Regions from separate parts of the Gossypium hirsutum genome. Here region 2 is linked to region 1. The links are chromatin contacts, called in public Hi-C maps. All regions are on one chromosome and are shown on one strand. Each heading gives the region's core, a stretch centred on a gene start, on an enhancer-like site or on the middle of the called end of the contact. The rest is flanking DNA. Distances are from core to core; before and after follow the strand shown.

The links. Hi-C and Micro-C count contacts between places; a contact is called where the count stands out from the background.
Region 2: a contact with region 1 is called in a Hi-C map of leaf, with 1.8 times the contacts expected there. The contact joins the enhancer-like site here to the promoter of LOC107911791 in region 1. A contact is called at or near these places in 2 of 34 Hi-C or Micro-C datasets (hypocotyl and leaf).

Annotation. Positions count from the first base shown.
Region 1 is chrA06:100,744,618-100,748,841 of Gossypium_hirsutum_v2.1, reverse strand. LOC107911791 (receptor-like protein 51) reads right to left here and starts at 1,267. Exons shown (of 1, transcript XM_016839763.2): 1 at 1-1,267. The coding sequence starts at 1,019.
Region 2 is chrA06:101,377,400-101,381,699 of Gossypium_hirsutum_v2.1, reverse strand. No RefSeq gene overlaps it. Among protein-coding and RNA genes, the nearest start is that of LOC107962259, 16 kb to the left of the region's middle. Within about 2 kb of position 2,924, at least 1 of the 9 cell types and tissues checked has an H3K27ac peak or open chromatin away from gene starts, as enhancers often do. A contact at or near this core is called in leaf, where this site is marked.

The sequences.
Region 1 (4,224 bases), core at 18-2,517:
TTGTAACACAAATTGCCATTCCCACCAACCTTGAGAACATCCAATCTCTTTATGAAACTAGCATTGAAAGGTAAAACCCCATGAAGCTTATTGTTCTCAAGATTCAAGACTTTTAGCTCTTTCAACTCTGAGAAAAACCTTGGAACAGTTCCATTTAACTGGTTATTACTCAGATCAACATGGACCAAGCCTGGGATAGCTGACAAGGAATCTGGGATTGGCCCGGAAAACGAATTGGAAGCCAAAGATATATTTTTCAAGGATATCAAGTCACCAAACTCGGTGGGAATCACCCCATTTAGCCCATTTGAAGAAAGATTCAAGAATTCAAGGTCTTCAAGAAGCGTAAGGGAAGTTGGTATCTTTCCTTTGAGCTTGTTGTTGGATAAATCAATATGGGTGAGATTCAGATGAAGGTGCCTTGGAAGAGACCCGGTAAGATTAGCATGAGAAATGGTGATAGTCTTCAGCTTATGCATGTTTCCAAGGATTACATAAAGGCCGTGAGTGTTAATTGAAGTGTAGGAAACTGTAAGATCAGTAATGTTAACGAAACGAGAGAGCCAGACCCCAGTAAGGCGGCGGAGAGAGTGAATGCAAGAGAAGGAAGTCAAAGAAAGAGAGAGATGGGAAGGGAAGCGGATGGGGGAGGCGCGGCAGTTGGTGAAAGAGAGGGAATGGAGGGAAGAGAGGGACTTAAGAGCTGTGAAGGACAGGGAAAGGTCGGAGGAGCAGTTGAAGAGGTCGAGGGAAATAAGGTGGCGGAAGGGCTTGGAGTTGTCACAGATGGTGGCGTTGTGAGGGGAGGGTTGAATGCAAGGGTCTCTGGTGGTGGGGATGTGGAGGGATTGGAGTGCTCGTATTTGTTGGGGGTCTAGAGCTGAGGTGGAAGACTTAGAAGTGGTGGGTGGAGTTGGGGAGGGAGTAGGAGAGAGTGCGGTTAGTTTGGTGGCATTTGTGGCGATGAAAAGAAGCAAGAGGAGGTGAAGGAGGAAGAGGAAGAGTGGTGGTGGTTTCATGGTGGAAAAAGACGGTGACTGAGAACTGAACTTAGTAAGGGTGGGAATGAAGTGAGGAATACAGAAGAGGAATGGTGGGGTGGGGGCTTATACCAGAACAAAAGAGAGGGTGGGATTTCGAAGTTGATCTAGAGTTCCTCTATTAGATAACTTCACTGCTGGTGCCTATGCATTGCCACTTCACTATTTGCTACTTATGATTTAGGACCATGGTGTGGGGTTATTGATTTAAATTTCAGAAGAAAAAAAAAAAGACAACTAAATTTAATCAAATAAAGTAAAAAAAAATTAAAATTTTATTTTAATTATATGATACATTATATTTATTAAGCATAAATGTATGCTTGAAAATAACATGTAATAAATAATGAAACATATGGTTTGAAATTAATAAAAAATTAAATTAAATTGTGATTAAAGCGAAAATTAAATTTAGAAATACATCAAATTAAGAATACTAAATTTGAGTACAATTGTTTATCATTTGTTATCATCAATCTTGAGTTGGTGTTAAGTTAATTTGTGACACCAACTCAATCAACAATATTTTTTTTAAAAACTCAATCAACAACATTATTAATATATACAATCGAAGAAGGTAAGAAGTTGTTCATATTAAAATCAAAATATATAAAACATATTAAAATGAACCTATTGAGAGATAAATTTAATATTTTACCAATTCAATTGGTGTGAGTTCAAATTCGACCATTAGTATATTTTTATTGTTTTTAATTAAAAAGATTAAAATACCCTCGAAAAATATAACTTATTTTAAATATGGAAGGTTATTTTTGTAATTTACCTAATCGAGTTGGGGCTTGGTTGACTAGTAACACCAACTCAATTAGGGGTTTATTAATAGTAATATAGATATACAATCGATAAAGGTAATAAATTGTACATATTAAAATAAAAATGGATAAAATATGTTAAAATAAAATTTTGATTGAATAGTAAATTTAAAATTTTACCAATCTAATTGGCATAGGTTCAAATCCGACACTTTGCATAGTTTTATTGTTTTTTAATTAAAAAGATTAAAGTACCCTTAAATAATATAACTTAGATTAAATACGGAAGATTATTTTTGTAATTTTTCTAACGGAGTTAATGCCCAATTGACTTATGACACTAACTCAGTCAGAGTTTTTTTTTCTCAATGTATCTACTAAAGTGAACCTAATAAATAATTTTTTGCATTTTGTAGACCCATTAAGGAATAGATGTTGGCCACAAATTTTTTTTATTACAATATTAAGAGTAAAGAATGGTGCCATTGCTCCATATAAATCAAGATCAGTAAAGAGTTTTATTAAATAATATAGATATACCAATTATATTTATTATATTATACTATGAATAAGAAATGTATCCTTAAAAAAGATATTTATATTTTTAAAAATTTAATAAAAGAAGATATTAAATTGAATAAAACATTCTCTTTAGAAATAAAAAAAAAGTGGTACAAACTGATTTAAATAAGTGGAAATTATCTATTTACAAATAAATATGAATTTAAACAAAATTTTTAGGGAATAAATTATATTATAATTATCCTAAAAAGTATAGTTTTTAGGCACCAATAAAATAGTGTCACGTCATTAAATTTTAAAGATAACAAAGTATTATTATACACTCATATATATCCAATATCTTCTCCAACTTAATTTAACTTTAATTAAATTACTTGAAATAATTACTTATTTAAATTATAAACAAATGCCTTTTCGTCTTTTACAAATTTTAATCATTTTTTCCATAAGTTAATATTTTCATTTTTGTGCAGCTAATTTTAAAAGAAAATTTAATAAATTTTGTGCAATTTTTTCCATGTCATTAACACATAATTTTGATAATTATTTTACCCTCAACTCAGAACCTCGAACCTTGAACCATAAACATTAAACCCCGAACCCCGAACCTCGAACCCCGAGGTTTAAGGTTTGGTTTAGAATTTAAGGTTTTAGGTTTAAGGTTTAAGGTTTAAGATTGAAGGTTCAAGGTTTAGGGTTTAAGAATTTAAGGTTTAAGGTTCGAGTTTAAGGCTTAAGGGTTTGAGGTTACGAGTTACAAGTTTAGGATTCATGGTTCAAGATTCAAGTTCAAGAGTCCAGGGTTACGGGTTTGTGGTTTGGGTTCTATATTTTGGGTTTAGGGTTCGGGATTCTAAATTTAAGGCTTTAGGTTTTGGGTCCAGGGTAAAAAAATTATCAAAATCATATGTTAATGACATGAAAAAATTATTGAAATGTAATTAAATAATTGAGAAGGGACCATGAATAATATGGTTGGAAGGGTTCATAAAATAATTTCTCTATGGATGAGTATATAGTAATAATTTCATGTATTTAAAATTTGAATATGTGGTAAATTTGAATATGTTGTAAGTTATTCCCAATTCAATAACCATATTTGCATCAAATCGAGGTTAAGCAAATAAGGGTAAATTACAGTAGGGTTATTTAATTATGATTTTTTTGTTACCCAACTATAAAAAGTTACAAAATAATCATCTAGTTATTCAATTGTCTTTTTTGATAACCAATTGACTAACGTAAAAATGGAAACACTAAAAAATCTAATATAGTTGGATGACCAAAAAGGACAAAATTGAATAGTTGAGTGATGAAAAATGAATTTACTAATAGTTGGGTGACCATTTGTAACTTTTCATAGTTAAATAATCTAAAAAGAAAAAAAAACCATAATTGGGTGATGACTAACATAATTTACCTAACAAATAAATATTTTGTTAATGTATACTTAGACTTATCCTAATTAATTTCTTTTGAAATTATTTGTCCTAATTTCAACCATTACAATTCCTACTTTTGGTGTGTAATACCCCTAACCCATATCTGTCGCCGGAATAGGGCTACGGAGTATTACCAGAGTTTTCATTTCAAAACAATAAAAAAAATTTTAATCATTTTAATTCATATCATTAATCATAGCAAAACCAATCAATAATATACATACTGTCCCTTATATGAGCCCTCGAGGCTCTAAAAACACATTAGAAATAAGTCGGGACTAAATCAGAAACTTATAGAATTTTTCAGAAACAAATGAAAATTTTCTAACTGCAGGAGTCACACGACAAAGAGAGACACCTGTGTCTCAGGCCATGTGGACATTCGAAGTAGGGACACACGGCCGTGTCTCAACTCGTGTTTATACCCATGTAACTCACTAACTTGGG
Region 2 (4,300 bases), core at 1,675-4,174, 630 kb before region 1:
ACAAATTGCCAAAGGGGGAGATTGTTGATGCAAGATGTGAAAAATGAAGCTGAGTGGCACTCGGTAGTGCCTATTGCAGGTTGCCACTAAGGCAGTTTAATTACTTGTCTTATGTGAGTTGGAAATTTAATGAAGAAAATCTTGGACCTATTAATGTGATGTTATATTAAAGATACTATGATCCATCTATGGAAACCAATTCTTGGCTTTTGAAGATTGGGTTGGATACAAATTAATAATTTAACCCTTGAAATACAGAAATTTGATTAAGATTATAATGCTGAATTTGGATAACATATCTTTGATTGATTATGCTTTTAATGTTTATGTTGCAATAGCTATTTTCAAGGAGTTGCTTTGTAGTAACTTAGATTCTATGTTAGCAAGATGAAATTAATATATTATTTGAGCATTATCTAGGTTAGGTATGAGAGTTTAATGAGAGCTTATTGAGAGCACTTTAATCTATTCATTGAGGAATTGTTTTTGTGAGAGAGCACAAACTATTTTGTAAACATTGTTGAGTGCCTACTGCCCAAGTTATTAGGAGAAGAATTTGGAGGTGAGTGTTCTAATATTTTAATACAAAGATGAGATCTCTATACTTAGAGAGTGATAGAGTGTGAATCACTTGTTGTATTGGTGATTAAAGATAGTAAAATTACTCACTGAGCTAGGATCCACAGACCTAAGAAAACCACACTACGTAAACAAGTCTTTTTGTGTTTTTTTTTTAGTTTTTTTTGTTTACACAATTTTTCGTAGTCTCAAACCGTAGTAGTCATTGCAGTCAAGATTTCAATTAACTGTTTCATATTAAGTAAATAATAACTGTAAACAGAAACAGTTAATATATGTAATAATTTATTTATATTTATTTTACATTATAATTCTTTATTAAAATGCTTAAAAGAATGGCATTTGTCTTATTTGAATAAGTTTTTCAATAATCCATTCGAGGATGCTTATTTTCAAATAATTAATTCTAATGATATTTTATTTCACTAAAATATTAAATTTAAAAAATAATAGATAACATACTAACAAAAACTCATTAGTGAAATTTGAAATAATAAACATTTTATTAAATATATATTTATTTTGTTTTATCACAATACAGTTTATTTATACATCAAAGTAAATATAAAATATAAGTCTATAATTGATCTAATAAAATGATCATACAATAATTGGTGAATTTTATGCTCTTAATCCTTTAAATTCATGTTTTTATACTTAGGTAGGTATTTGGGAATCAAAGGAGTGAAAAACAAAGTGAAAATCGGACAAAAAGAGCAAATTTCAGAAGCCACATGGCTAGACACATGACCATGTGCCAGACCGTGTCAATTTCGCAACTTACTTCCCAAACACGAGGAAAAATGTAATTTTGAGGCTTTCTGAGCATTCTAAAGTTTATAAATACCAAATAGAAGAAGAGAGAAAGGAGCCATCATATAATATTGAAAAAAACAACTCGAAGAACACCATTATAGCCAACTCTGAAGCAAATTTCCATCAGGATTAAAGACCTCTTTTTAATTTCCTTTCAAGTTTTTATGAGTTTCTTTATTTGTTGTGTTTATCCTGACTTTGAGATGTTTTTATTCAGAATTATAAACTAATTCTCTAGATACCTATGATGAATTTTATTATTTGATTTCTATTTTACGTGATAAATACTTGATTCTTGTTCTCAGTTATGTGTGCTTATTTCTTGTTTTTATATTTTTGGGATATTAATTCATGTTTAATTGCTTAAATCAGAGGAGGAAAAATCTTTGTTTAAGAGTAGATCTAGCATAATTGAGTGGAGTTGCATGCAATCCTAAAAATAGGACGACATAAATCTACCGGATTAGAGTAAAATCTAATAGGGGAATCCATAGATCAAGTTAATGCGATGATAGATGTTTTAATTAGAAAGAGATTTCAATTAATCAACCTAGAGTTAGTTGCTCTTACTCTCGAAAGAGTTGCTCTTACTCTCGAAAGAGTTGCTCTTACTCTCGAAAGAGATATTAGCATAATTTAGGAATTTCTAGGGATCAAGATACCAAGTGAATAAATCGTTTAATTCAGAATCATAATAATAAATGAAGTCTAGGTAGATTTTTTCCTGAGTATTGTCACTCTCATTGGTTAGTATTCAATTATTTTCTTGACTTATTTTCTGTTGAGTTCTTATCTAGATTAATTTAGTAATTTTAGTTTAAAACCAATTACTCCAATTTGTCGACTAAATAATAGGAAAACAGTAATTACTAATACTTTTAGTCCTCGTGGATACGATATCTCTACTCACCATAGCTATACGATTTATCGATAGGTGCACTTGCCTTCATCGTATTTTTAGTTAGTTACGTGAACACACATCAGAACTGCAACTTTGATGTTAATTATTCTAGATTTTATTGAATTAATTAGTACCTACTGCAAGATTTTATGTTTCTTAAGCTTGGTTCTTTGGATTTGGATGTTCAGTGGTGATCTGATTGTTTAGTTTCTAACCAATAATATATTAGCACGTGTTATCCATTACATGTTATATTTGCATAATTGGAGAAAATTTTTTTTTTAAGGGGAGGTTTATAAATTTATAGATGTAGAATACCTTTATTTTAGAAGTTGAAAGCTTCGGTTAGTAAATTTAAAGATCAAATTGATACAATATACAAGTATTGAAGACTAAATATGTTTTTATGCCAGTTAGAAAAAGATCATGTCATTATTTCTATTATCAATTTAACAGTGGATGACCAAAATAAGAACTAATATAAAGTTTAATACCTAAATTGAAAACTTTTAAAATTAACCAAAATAATAACGTAAATATAATTGGGTGACCATTTATATAGTTTCCCTGTAGATTTATTTTAGTAGCTCCACAACTTCCCAAATCCATCCGTCTTTAAATTACTCATATATTTAGCTTTTATTCGCGTATACCCTAGTGACACACCAGCTCTGTTTTGAAACCTCTAAGGGGGTCTCCCTATCTGTCCCAATAATCTTCTGATGTTTGGATATGTTTTTAAACCCATCAGTTTTATCTGTTTCCTTTGTCCATTTGTGCATGACATCTCCCTCTCAGTTTGTGAAAGTAGGCTCTACTTTCTACCCATTTTGTCTATATGTTGAAGCTGTTTTTCCCTTTTTTATCTTCCCGTCCAGTGAATCCGGACTCACATGACCAAACTATCTTCCTTGCTTGCATCTTGCCAAACACTATGCTTTAAGTTTTACTTTGGAAATAAACAATTGTTTTACCCAAAACAAGAGGCTAAGGGCAATATGTATATTTATGTCTCATTTGGGTTTAGGTTTTCTTTCTACTATTTTCATGTCGAAAACCAGTATTAGCAAATATATTTTATATATCTATAGATCAGGTTTAAGATGTAAGTATATTTTTTTCCTTTCTTAAAGTTTGTCATTGATTACTGGGATGTAGTACAAGCCTTATGGGGATACCCAATCTGTTGTTTTGCAAGGAAATGAAGAATCTCAAACTCTGTAAAATTATCAGAAAGCTGAAATACTCTCAGCTCTGTATCGTAACAGCGTCTACAGTCCTCTAAATAATCACAGGGCAAAGTTACAAATTCCAAAAACAGCGAATGTAAATCCAAGTTATCTGCAGTGTAACCCCTAACAAGCCTGAAAAAGAACAAAGAAAGAAAAAACCATTTATGGGCCATAAATCGATATAAATCATATGTCGGGTTTGACATTTGGCCCAAAAGTACATACTTTAGAAAATGCAGCTTCGAGCTTCTGCATAAATTAGTAGTTTTTCATTTGGCTGGTTGACTTATGGGGACACCCACACCACATGTAGAAAATAGAGAACATTCTTTGGATCTTCCATGCCAAAGGTATTCTCCAAAACCCCCTTTTTTTTCTCTCTATTTTTGAAAATACAGTTGGGTGCTGATGAAAACATTCAAGGAAGCATATTGGTTTACATTGGCGATTATTCACTGGAATTCTTAAATATGAACAATCAGGTGGCAGTCAATGTCATTCATTCAAGAATAAAAAGCAACATTTAGGCATTGTTCCATTGAATATGCTTGTTTCCAGGACAGCATAAATAAGGGAGAATTAAAGCAGTGTGGCAAACCCAACCAAGGGCGATGACTTAAGGTGCAACTGCATTACAGGGCAATTTCTCCATTGGCAGAATGTCACTTTAAAGCTCATTCTATTTTTTTTTTTTGGTGAAATTTAACGCTCATTCTTTGATGTAGTGTAGTATGCACTCTGCCAAAGGAGATTTGTCCGGCTATTCTTTTGC